Regions from separate parts of the Sus scrofa genome. Here region 2 is linked to region 1. A link is a contact called in public HiChIP or PLAC-seq data. All regions are on one chromosome and are shown on one strand. The core of a region is the stretch at or near the end of the contact, and the rest is flanking DNA. Distances in the headings are between cores, read along the strand shown.

Region 1 (4,877 bases), core at 1,641-4,140:
AAATTTTGGAGATTAATCCCTTGTCCGTGGCTTGATTTGCAAAGATCTTCTCCCATTCTGTGGGTTGTCTTTCTGTTTTGTTTAGGGTTTCCTTTGCTGTGCAGAAACTTTGAAGTTTAAGTCCCGTTTTTTATTTTTGTTTTTATTGTCATTACTCTAGGAGGTGGATCTGAGAAGATATTGCTGTGGTTTATGTTGGAGAGTGTTTGGCCTATGTTTTCCTCTAAGAGTTTTATAGTAACCGGTCTTATATTTAGATGTCTTTAATCCATTTTGAGTTTATTTTTGTGTGTGGTGTTAGGAAGTGTTCTAATTTCATTCTTTTCCATGTGGCTGTCCAGTTTTCCCAGCACCACTTATTGAACAGACTGTCTTTTCTCCATTGTATATTCTTGCCTCCTTTGTCATAGATGAGTTGACTGTAGGTGCGTGGGTTTAATTCTGGGCTTCCTGTCCTGTTCCACTGATCTACATTTCTGTTTTGTGCCAGTACCATATGGCTTGGATGGCGAGTCTGTTTCTGTTTTGTAGATAGGTTCATTTGTGCCATATTTTATTTTATTTTTTTTCCATTTTTTTTTAAATTACTCAAATGTGTGCCATATTTTAGATTCCACATATAAGCGATATAATATGGTGTTTGTCTTTTTTTTTTTTTTTTTTTTTTTGTCTTTTTGCTATTTCTTGGCCGCTCCTGCAGCATATGGAGGTTCCCAGGCTAGGGGTCGAATTGGAGCCTTAGCCACCGGCCTACGCCAGAGCCACAGCAACGTGGGATCCGAGCCGCGTCTGCAACCTACACCACAGCTCACGGCAACGCCGGATCATTAACCCACTGAGCAAGGGCAGGGACCGAACCCGCAACCTCATGGTTCCTAGTCGGATTCGTTAACCACTGCGCCACGACGGGAACTCCCCGTGTTTGTCTTTCTGACTTCTCTTAATATGAAAATCTCTGCTAAGATTGCTGCAGATGGCATTATTTTGTTCTTTTTTGTGGCTGAGTTGTATTCTATTGTGTATATTTACCACATCTCAATCCATGCAAGTGTCAGTGGACGTTTAGGTTGTTTCCATGTCTTGGCTATTGTGAATAGTGCTGCAGTGAACACAGGGGTGCATGTATCTTTTTGATTCTTTTGACCTTTTTTGAGGTGGCATTACCCTTTTCTCCTCCATTTCCTTGTTGTGAAACCATCAGGTTCCAGCTTTCCTAAACCAAGATGGTAACTGTGTTCCCAGCGGGCACTAAAAGGCATATAGTCATCATAAAAACCATTTCTTACTTATTTAACTGTGAGCTGCCTTCCTTCCCCCTCCTGCTACGTCTTCCGGAAACTTAGCTCTCTAGTCTTGCTTAAACATCTTCATTGTAAGTGGCAAGTTGCTGAGGATCTAGGGTCCAGTTAACTTTCGCTACCAATTGCCAAGCTAACTTTAGTGAGTCAGGTTAACCACTAGAGAGATGGATTCATGTTCCTGGAGGTTACAGCAAGGAGAGACTCTTTAGTCCCTCTCGTTCTCAGCCCTGTTTTAGAAATAAGCTAAGAAATGGAAAGAGATCTTAGTTTCCCCTTTCCTTTGACTTTCTTGATTCCATGCTGTCCTCTGGGTTCACCTGCTTCTCTCCTCTACCTGCCAGTGCTTTTGAAATGCTTCATCAAGGCAACCAGGACCGGTGAGGCCAGAAGCAAATCACTTATCTTGCTATTGAGCCGAGTTTGAGCAGAGAATTACATGGGGCTATTTTAAAAATACACATCCTGTTCAAATTAGAATTCAAAAATTCTAATTTGAAAATTCTAATTCAAAAAGATACTTGCATCCCAGTGTTCATAGCAGCACTATTCACAGTAGCCAAGACCTGGAAGCAACGTAAATGTCCATTGACGGAGGAATGGATAAAGAAGATGTGGTACATGTATACAATGCAATATGACTTAGCCATAAAAAAGAATGGAACAAGGCCATTTGCAGCAACATGGATGGACCTAGAGGTTTTCACGCTAAGTCAGAGAAAGACAGGTATCATCTGATATCATTTATCTGTGGAATCTAAAAAAATTGATACAAATGAACTTATTTATAGAACAGAAACAGACTCACAGACATTAAAAAAAAAACCTTATGGTTACCAAAGGGGAAAGCGGGGGCAGAGAGAAAAATTAGGAGTTTGGGATTAGTGGATACAAACTACTATACATAAAGCAGATAAACAATAAGAACCTACTGTATAGCACAGGGAACGATATTCAATATCTTGTAATCAACTCTAATGGAGAAGAATCTGTAAAAGAATGTATATGTGTATATAGGTGTGTGTATATGTATTATAGACGTCTGTATATAAAACCCAATCACTTTGCTGTGCAACAGAAACTACCACAACATTGAAAATCAACTATACTTCAATAAAAATAATAAATGAACTATTTCAAAACGCACATCCTGAGTTCCTCTTCCACAGCCACCTGCTTGTCATGCGTTTGGGAACAGCTGAGCTGCCGCTCTTGTGCTTCTGTTCTCACATTTCAGTCTCAGGACTCTTTAATACACAGTAATTCACGAAGGTATGAAAGAGGGACGGTCCCTTCCACACCCGGAGGAGTTGAGTTCTGTGAAGTGGTTGCCAAGTGAACCTTTGCTGGTGAACTTGAAGTTGTCTAGCCGGGTAACGAGGAGAGCCTGCCGCTGCACAGGGGGGGCGGTGGGGCTGGTGGGAATTCCTTCTCCAGGCCACTGCCTTCACATCCTTGTCTGGACATCGTCTCTGCCCTTCATCGGCTTGGGACCTTGAGTATTGGAAAGCCTGGCACATCACCCCTTACCAGGTTGCATAACAAACGTGGTGAGGCCCGTTTGGAATGAACCCTCCGCAGCCTCTCACCAGGAGATCTTAGGCTTTGCCCTGTGTCACCCTGCATGTCTGGCATTGCTCAGCCCCTTTGCTCGATGGAATATATTTGACTTCATTTCTTGCAGCTGCCAGCGTCAGTTGGCATGCTTGAAATTACTGAGCGTTTACTAGACCACTGGGCGGGGATTTTAAGCTAAATATAATGTTCTGTCTTGAGTGCGGAGCTACAGAAGACTTTTTTTAAAAGCAGTGGAAGAAAGCCTTATCAAATCAGGATGACGGCGTCTGTTGGAAAATTTGGAATTAGATCGCATTTGTATTTTGAAGCAGAGTTCAACAATCATGAGCATATTGCCTGTTCCTCGTTCCGAGACTCTCCCGGCCCACACACGTGGGATGCATGAGCATATGTTGTAACTAGCATATTGTCCATAAGCTAGCAAGCTGTTTGAAAACAGTTGGAAGTTAAAACATAAGCATATCATGTGTGGTGTGACTTTTGTGATTGTTTTTTTGGGGGAAGAAAAAAAAAAAGCGTGTTCAAACAATGGATATTGTAAATGTCATGTTTCCAGCTCTTGGTAGAAATAACAAGTTGACATTGCTGAGCCCCCAGTGAAAGCTTTCCTCTCGTCTTTAGTAAAATATTCTATAAACAAGATACATATCCCTAATGTACAACTTGCCTTAATTATGCTAAGTGATACATTGCTTGATGAGCAGAAAATTGATTTTTGAATGTTTAGCCATTTCATCTTGTTGCTTTCTGAGTTTTTTTCTTTTCTTTCTTTTTTTTTTCTGTTCTTGTAGAACTAGTAGATCTTCCCTTGGTAAAGTTTGACTTTTCCTGCAATAAAGTGCTCGTGATTCCCATTTGTTTTAGAGAGATGAAGCAGCTGCAAGTATTACTGCTTGAGAATAACCCTTTGCAGTCTCCTCCGGCGCAGGTGAGGGGGTCTCCCAGCAAAGCTGTTGGGGGGGCGGTGGGGGCGGGGAGGAAATATGCCATCAGTAGCGCCTGCCTTGCTCTCAGCAGAATCACTTTTTTGATATTCTGCTCAATTCGTGTATGAGACTTGATCATAATCAGCCACAAGCTCTTAAAAAGATGAAACTACGTGTGAATCTGACTACAGTATGTTTTTGCAACATCCAGTCTGTTTAGCAGCATTTGCTTCACTGTTCTGGTCACCGCAGTCCCAGAATTGCCGTGTTCAATTATTTCAATTATTCAGTGATTACAGTGATCATTTGTACATGCATTTGAAACGTTTTCATGGAGCATATGGCTTACAAAAGGAGTAATCGATTTCTTTATTTTTTGTGTGTGTTTGCGTGTGTCTTTTGTCTTTTTAGGGCTGCACCCGTGGCATATGGAGGTTCCCAGGCTAGGGCTCCATTTGAAGCTGTAGCCACCGGCCTACACCACAGCCTTCAGCAACGTGGGATCCGAGCCGAGTTTGCAACCAACACCACAGCTCCCGGCAACACCGGATCCTTCACCCACTGAGCAAGGCCAGGGATCGAACCTGAGTCCTCATGGATCCTAGTCAGATTTGTTTCCGCTGAGCCACAGTGGGAGCTCCAGTAATAGATTTCTTTCTTTAAAGTTAGCTGGGAAATGGAGTTTAAACTTTTGCAAATATGATTGTCAGTTATTTGGAGACAAGATACAGGCTCACATATTAAACTCTGTGAGAATAAAATGAAGTAGATATGCTTTCAGAATTGGAGACTTACCAGGTCAGTTATCTGAAGTCTGTGCTTTTTACACTGTTTGTACTTAAATATATTTCTGTTAGAATTTTGCAGTTTAGTGCAAGAGAGATGGGAAATTTCTTGAACATGGTTTTCTGTTCAAATAGAATTTGGAAGAAATGATTGGCTAAAATCTTACCTGTTTTGGAGAGGTCAGATTTGGTGTGCATTGTGAACATGTTGAATGAAAATGTGCGGGAGTTCCTGTTGTGGCGCAGTGGAAACGAATCCGACTAGGAGCCATGAGGTCGCAGGTTCGATC
Region 2 (4,877 bases), core at 1,631-4,130, 130 kb before region 1:
TTTATTCTGTTAGAAGCATGAGCATGGGCGGAACAGTCCAGAGGGGAAGAGTCGAACTCACAGAGAAAGAGAATGTTCAATTTAGGGAAGCGAAAGCCTAAGAACAAAGATGAGGGAGAATAGATTCTTGAATGGCAGGTGGAGCCATACATTTTGTTTCTTTTCTTTTTGTGGCCATACCTGTGGCATAGGGAAATTCCCGGGATGGGGCCAAATCAGAGAGGCAGCTGTGACCCACGCTGCAGCTTGTGGCAATGCCGGGTCCTTGACCCACTGAGCGAGGCCAGGGATTGAACCTGCATCCTTATGGAGATTACTGTAGGTTCTTAACCCTCTGAGCCACAGTGGGAACTCTGGGAACCGTAGAATTTTTATCTTGAGAGACTGACTTTATACCTTCCTGAATTTTACTCTGGCAGAGCAGGAATATCCAAAATGAAAGGACGGGAGGGGGTGACGTAGTATTTCTCTTCTGATTTTGAAGTTGCTTTTTTTTTGGTCTTTTTGCCTTTTCTAGGGCCGCTCCTGTGGCATATGGAGGTTCCCAGGCTAGGGGTTGAATCGGAGATGTAGCTCCAGGCCTACACCAGGGACACAGCCACGTGGGATCCGAACCATGTCTGTGGTCTACACCACAGCTCACGGCAACTCGGGATCCTTAACCCACTGAGCAAGGGCAGGGACCGAACCCGCAACCTCATGGTTCCTAGTCAGATTCGTTAACCACTGAGCCACGATGGGAACTCCTTGAGGTTGCTTTGTTAGCTTTTTCCGGTCAGCGACTCCCCTACTTCCAACAGCCCTTTTCGGGTACAGAATTAAAAGCTGATGGTTGATTACCTCCCTCAGGCCCTTTCACTGGTCCGCTTGCAGACCATTGAAATTCACCCTAGAGCTCACCCTTCAAAGTAATTAACTATTTAAAAATTTTTCCCTCTGTTAAAGTTTTATTGAAGTGTAGTTGATTTACATCCATTCTTTTTCGGATCCTTTTACCATGTAGATTGTCACAGAATATTGGTAGAGTTTCCTGTGCTGTGCTTTAGGTCCACGTTGGCCAGACATTCCATATACCTCAGTGTACATAGGCCACCCCAAGCCCCCAGTCTGTCCCTCTCTCCCTCACCACCTGTCCCCTTTGGTAACCATAAGTTTGCTTTCAAAGTCCGTGAGTCTGTTTCCATTCTGCAATTACGTTTATTTGTATCTTTTTTTTTTTTTTTTTAGATTCCACATATAAGTCATATTATATGTGTGTCTTTCTCTGATTAACTATTAAATTAAACTAATTAAACTATTAACTAATTAACTGTTAACTATTAAAACTAATTAACTATTAACTATTAAAACTAATTAACTATTAAAAAAAAAATACTTGGGGAGTTCCCGACGTGGCGCATGGGAAGTGAATCTGACTAGGAACCGTGAGGTTGTGGCTTCGAACCCTGGCCTCAGTCAGTGGGTTAAGGATCCAGTGTTGCCATGAGCTGTGGTGTAGGTCGAAGACATGGCTCAGATCTGGCGTTGCTTTGGCTGTGGTATAGGCCGGCGGTTACAGCTCTGATTAGACCCCTAGTCTGGGAACCTCCATATGCCGTGGGTGAGGCCCTCAAAAGACACAAAGACAACCTCCCAAAAACCAACCAACCAACCAACCAAACAAACAAATACTTGGGAATTCCTGTTGTGGCTCAGTGGGTTAACTAGTATCCACGAAGATGCAGGTTTGATCCCTGGCCTCAGTCAGTGGTTTAAGGATCTGGTGTTGCTCTGAGCTGTGGTGTTAGAGGTCGCAGGTGCAGCTGGGATCTGGCTGTGGTGTAGACCAGCAGCTGTAGGTAGCTCTTATTTGACCCCTAGCCTGGGAACCTTTACATGCCACAGGTGTGGCCCTGAAAAGAAAAACAAACAAATAAACAAGAAAAAAACCCTTGGAGTTCCCTGATGGCGCAGTGGGTTAAGGATCTGGTAATGGCTCCCTTGGGTCATGCTGCGGTGTGGGTTGGACCCCTGGGCCAGGAACTTGCACATGACCCAGGGCATGGCCAAAAAAAAAGAAAGAAAACTAAACAAAAAAGGAACTCTTATGTTCTAAAAATATGTTAACAATACATTAGAATTTTGTTGATCAAAACACATGCGCCCTGACTCCCCGTTTAGCCTGTACTGCTTGTAGCTCTTCGTGCAGGTCACCGGCCTGAAGCGGTGACGGGTCTGCCTCAAATGCAGCTCCTGGGTCTCGGAACCTGTTCTGTCAGCGGAGTGTTTCCCCGTCGTGTGCTGCCTGCACGGAAACAGTTGGTGGATATTCACAGATGTGTGTGTGCGCGAGAGCCAGAAGAGACGCGAGTGTAGACTCTTGAGTGATGGCCACCAGCTCTGCCTTCCACCCTTGGCCCTTCGTGCTCCGGGGAACTGGAGACACGCCGGCTGTGTGCGCTGGGTTTTCTCCGAGCCGGTAGGGCCATCGACTCCCAGGCCGGCTCCCGGCTCCTTCGACCCGTGGGTGCCGGGCGGGCTCTCCTGCAGTGAAACCCCGCGGGGCGCACCTCCGTGCCTTTGTCCCTGGCTTCCTTGTCTTAGGAACTCTGACCATCCATGAGGTTTAAGACGACTGTGGCTGTTGAGGTGATGGACTTGGAGGCCGGTGGATCAAGGTCAGATCCCTGTTCCTTCGGTTGCTCGTTGAGTGACCTGGAGAGAGATTGCTTCATCTCTCGGAGCTCGGATGTTTTGTCTCTAAAGTGAAAGTAGGAAAACTTATCTCCTGGGGTTGCTGTGATGATTAAAATAACAAATGCTAAGTACATGGCGCTTGGCGTGCACTCTTGCGAGTGTGTGTGTGAGCCATTGGTAGTAGCTGCTTTTTGGAACTGTGCTGGCCCCAGAGGGGGGCTATTTTTAGACCCGAGTGATCTGCTCCCTGCCTGCCATCCCCACCCCAGCCGGGATCTGCATCTGTCTCTGTCACTAGTCTGGGAACATGTCCCTTGGCTGATACAACTGTCACCCTGTTCCCTTCTGTCAGCCCTCCTCGTCCTCCTTGTACCCCCCCCACCCTGCACAGGGCCTGGGGACTCCTGGTTGCACACAGGGTGGCAGTGGTACCCACTCAGCCTGCAGCTTGCTGAGGGGAGGACTTTGGCTCCTCTTGGCTGCCTAGGCAGCTGCAGCTCCCCTGAGGTTTGGGCCTCTGACCAGATACATTTATCATCTTAGTTGAGTGCTCTGGGGACTCCCTGCAACATTTCTTTACGCTGCATGACTTAAATTTGGGACCCAGTGTACGATATGGCGTGGTGTCTTAGCTCTTGGTAAACATAGAATGGGAGGGAAAGAGAAAGAGAGCGAGCAAGTGAGAGAGAGAGAGAGAGATGGTAGCTGGAGAGCAGAGTGCTGTAAAGGCCAGTTCTATTCAGCGATGTGAATACCTTAGGGTGATAATGCTGAATGGTCAGGGATACAGTTTAGAGAAAATATTTCTGAGCATTATTTTCATTACAGTGACAAAAGAAAAAATAGCTCAATAAAATCATGCCAACTTGGGGAGTTCCTAGTGTGGCTCAGCCATAAAGAGCCCGATGAGTATCCAAGATGACATGGGTTCAATTCCTGGCCCCACTCGGGGGTTAAGGATTCAGGATTTCCATGAACTGTGGTGTAGATCGCAGACACAGCTTGGATCCGGTGTGGCTGTGGCTGCGACTGGCAGCTGCAGATCTGATTGGACTCCTAGCCAGGGAACTTCCCTATGCCGCGGGTGTGGCCCTAAAAAGACAAAAAAAAAAAAAAAAAAAAAAAAAAAACAAACCAAAACAAAAAAAAAACTTCTTGCCAACTGGTGGGGGGTGCAATGCAGGAGGCAGAGTGAGAAGGCAGTGCCAGGGGACATGGGTGACTTCAGGTAGTAAAAGGCTTTTTAATCTCTGCATTCAGACCTCATGCTTTTATTACTTTATAACAAGTGCTGTTATTCATTCCTTCATTCATGGATGCAGCAAGTATCTGTTATCCACTCTGCGGACTGTTGCCGGGCTGGTTCTTCCCCTGCTTATCTCCCCATGTGATAAGGGCAGCAACGTGCACAGAGGCTAGAACCTCACTGACAAGGTTGGGGTTCCTGCTCTTCCACCTCCTGGCCTAGTGACCTCAGGCAGGTTACAGAATCCCTCTGTGCTCCAGTTTCTTGCTTGTAAATAGAAGAGGGAGTCAAATGGGTCAGGTGCATAGAACAGCGAGAAACAGTAATCATTAGCTATTACGTGTTTCCTATTTATTGGTTTGCCTCTTTGTTGTCATTTTCTGTCTCCATCATCAAATGCTGAGACCTTGTTTTTCCTTTTCTCTTGTAACTAGTAGCCCTAGTTCCCAGGACCCCTGGTAGAAGCTTAGTAAATATTTGAGCTCAAGACCTGAATGAATGAATGCACAGCAGGCTCCAGGCTGGATGCTTCATTTACCCTAGTGAACCCAGCGTGGTGCCTGCCTTCACCGGGCTGCCAGTTAGTCCAGTGGAAGGAAACTACAGATGTATAATGACAAATGGCAACCCGGGACGTGCAGGCAAAGAACCAGTTGGGACTGTTCTGGTTGAGGAGGAAGTGGCAGTGGCATTTTCAGGCTACATTGTACCCTTTTTTCTTTTTTTTTTTTTTTTTGCTTTTTAGGGCCACACTTGTGGCATATGGAGGTTTCCAGGCTACGGGTCGAATCAGAACTGTAGCTCTTGGCCTACACCACAGCCACAGCAATGCCAGATCTGAGCCGTATCTTCAGATTGTACCACAGCTCATGGCAACACCGGATCCTTAACCCACTGAACAAGGTCAGGGATCGAACCTGCGTCCTCATGGATGCTAGTCAGATTAGTTTTTGCA

What was found. HiChIP or PLAC-seq counts read pairs in DNA pulled down with a chosen protein or histone mark.
Region 2: a contact with region 1 is called in an H3K27ac HiChIP or PLAC-seq map of skeletal muscle. The contact joins two enhancer-like sites. A contact is called at or near these places in 2 of 47 Hi-C or Micro-C datasets (fetal skeletal muscle and skeletal muscle) and 2 of 2 datasets of contacts at active chromatin or transcription factors (alveolar macrophages and skeletal muscle).

The regions. Positions count from the first base shown.
Region 1 is chr11:20,757,419-20,762,295 of Sscrofa11.1, reverse strand. It overlaps LRCH1 (leucine-rich repeat and calponin homology domain-containing protein 1), which reads left to right. Exons shown (of 20, transcript XM_013980521.2): 5 at 3,668-3,804. Among named protein-coding and RNA genes, the nearest start is that of ESD, 110 kb to the right of the region's middle. Within about 2 kb of position 2,890, at least 12 of the 83 cell types and tissues checked have an H3K27ac peak or open chromatin away from gene starts, as enhancers often do. A contact at or near this core is called in fetal skeletal muscle and skeletal muscle, where this site is marked.
Region 2 is chr11:20,886,649-20,891,525 of Sscrofa11.1, reverse strand. All of the region lies in intron 1 of LRCH1 (leucine-rich repeat and calponin homology domain-containing protein 1), which reads left to right. Among named protein-coding and RNA genes, the nearest start is that of LRCH1, 17 kb to the left of the region's middle. Within about 2 kb of position 2,880, at least 30 of the 83 cell types and tissues checked have an H3K27ac peak or open chromatin away from gene starts, as enhancers often do. A contact at or near this core is called in fetal skeletal muscle and skeletal muscle, where this site is marked.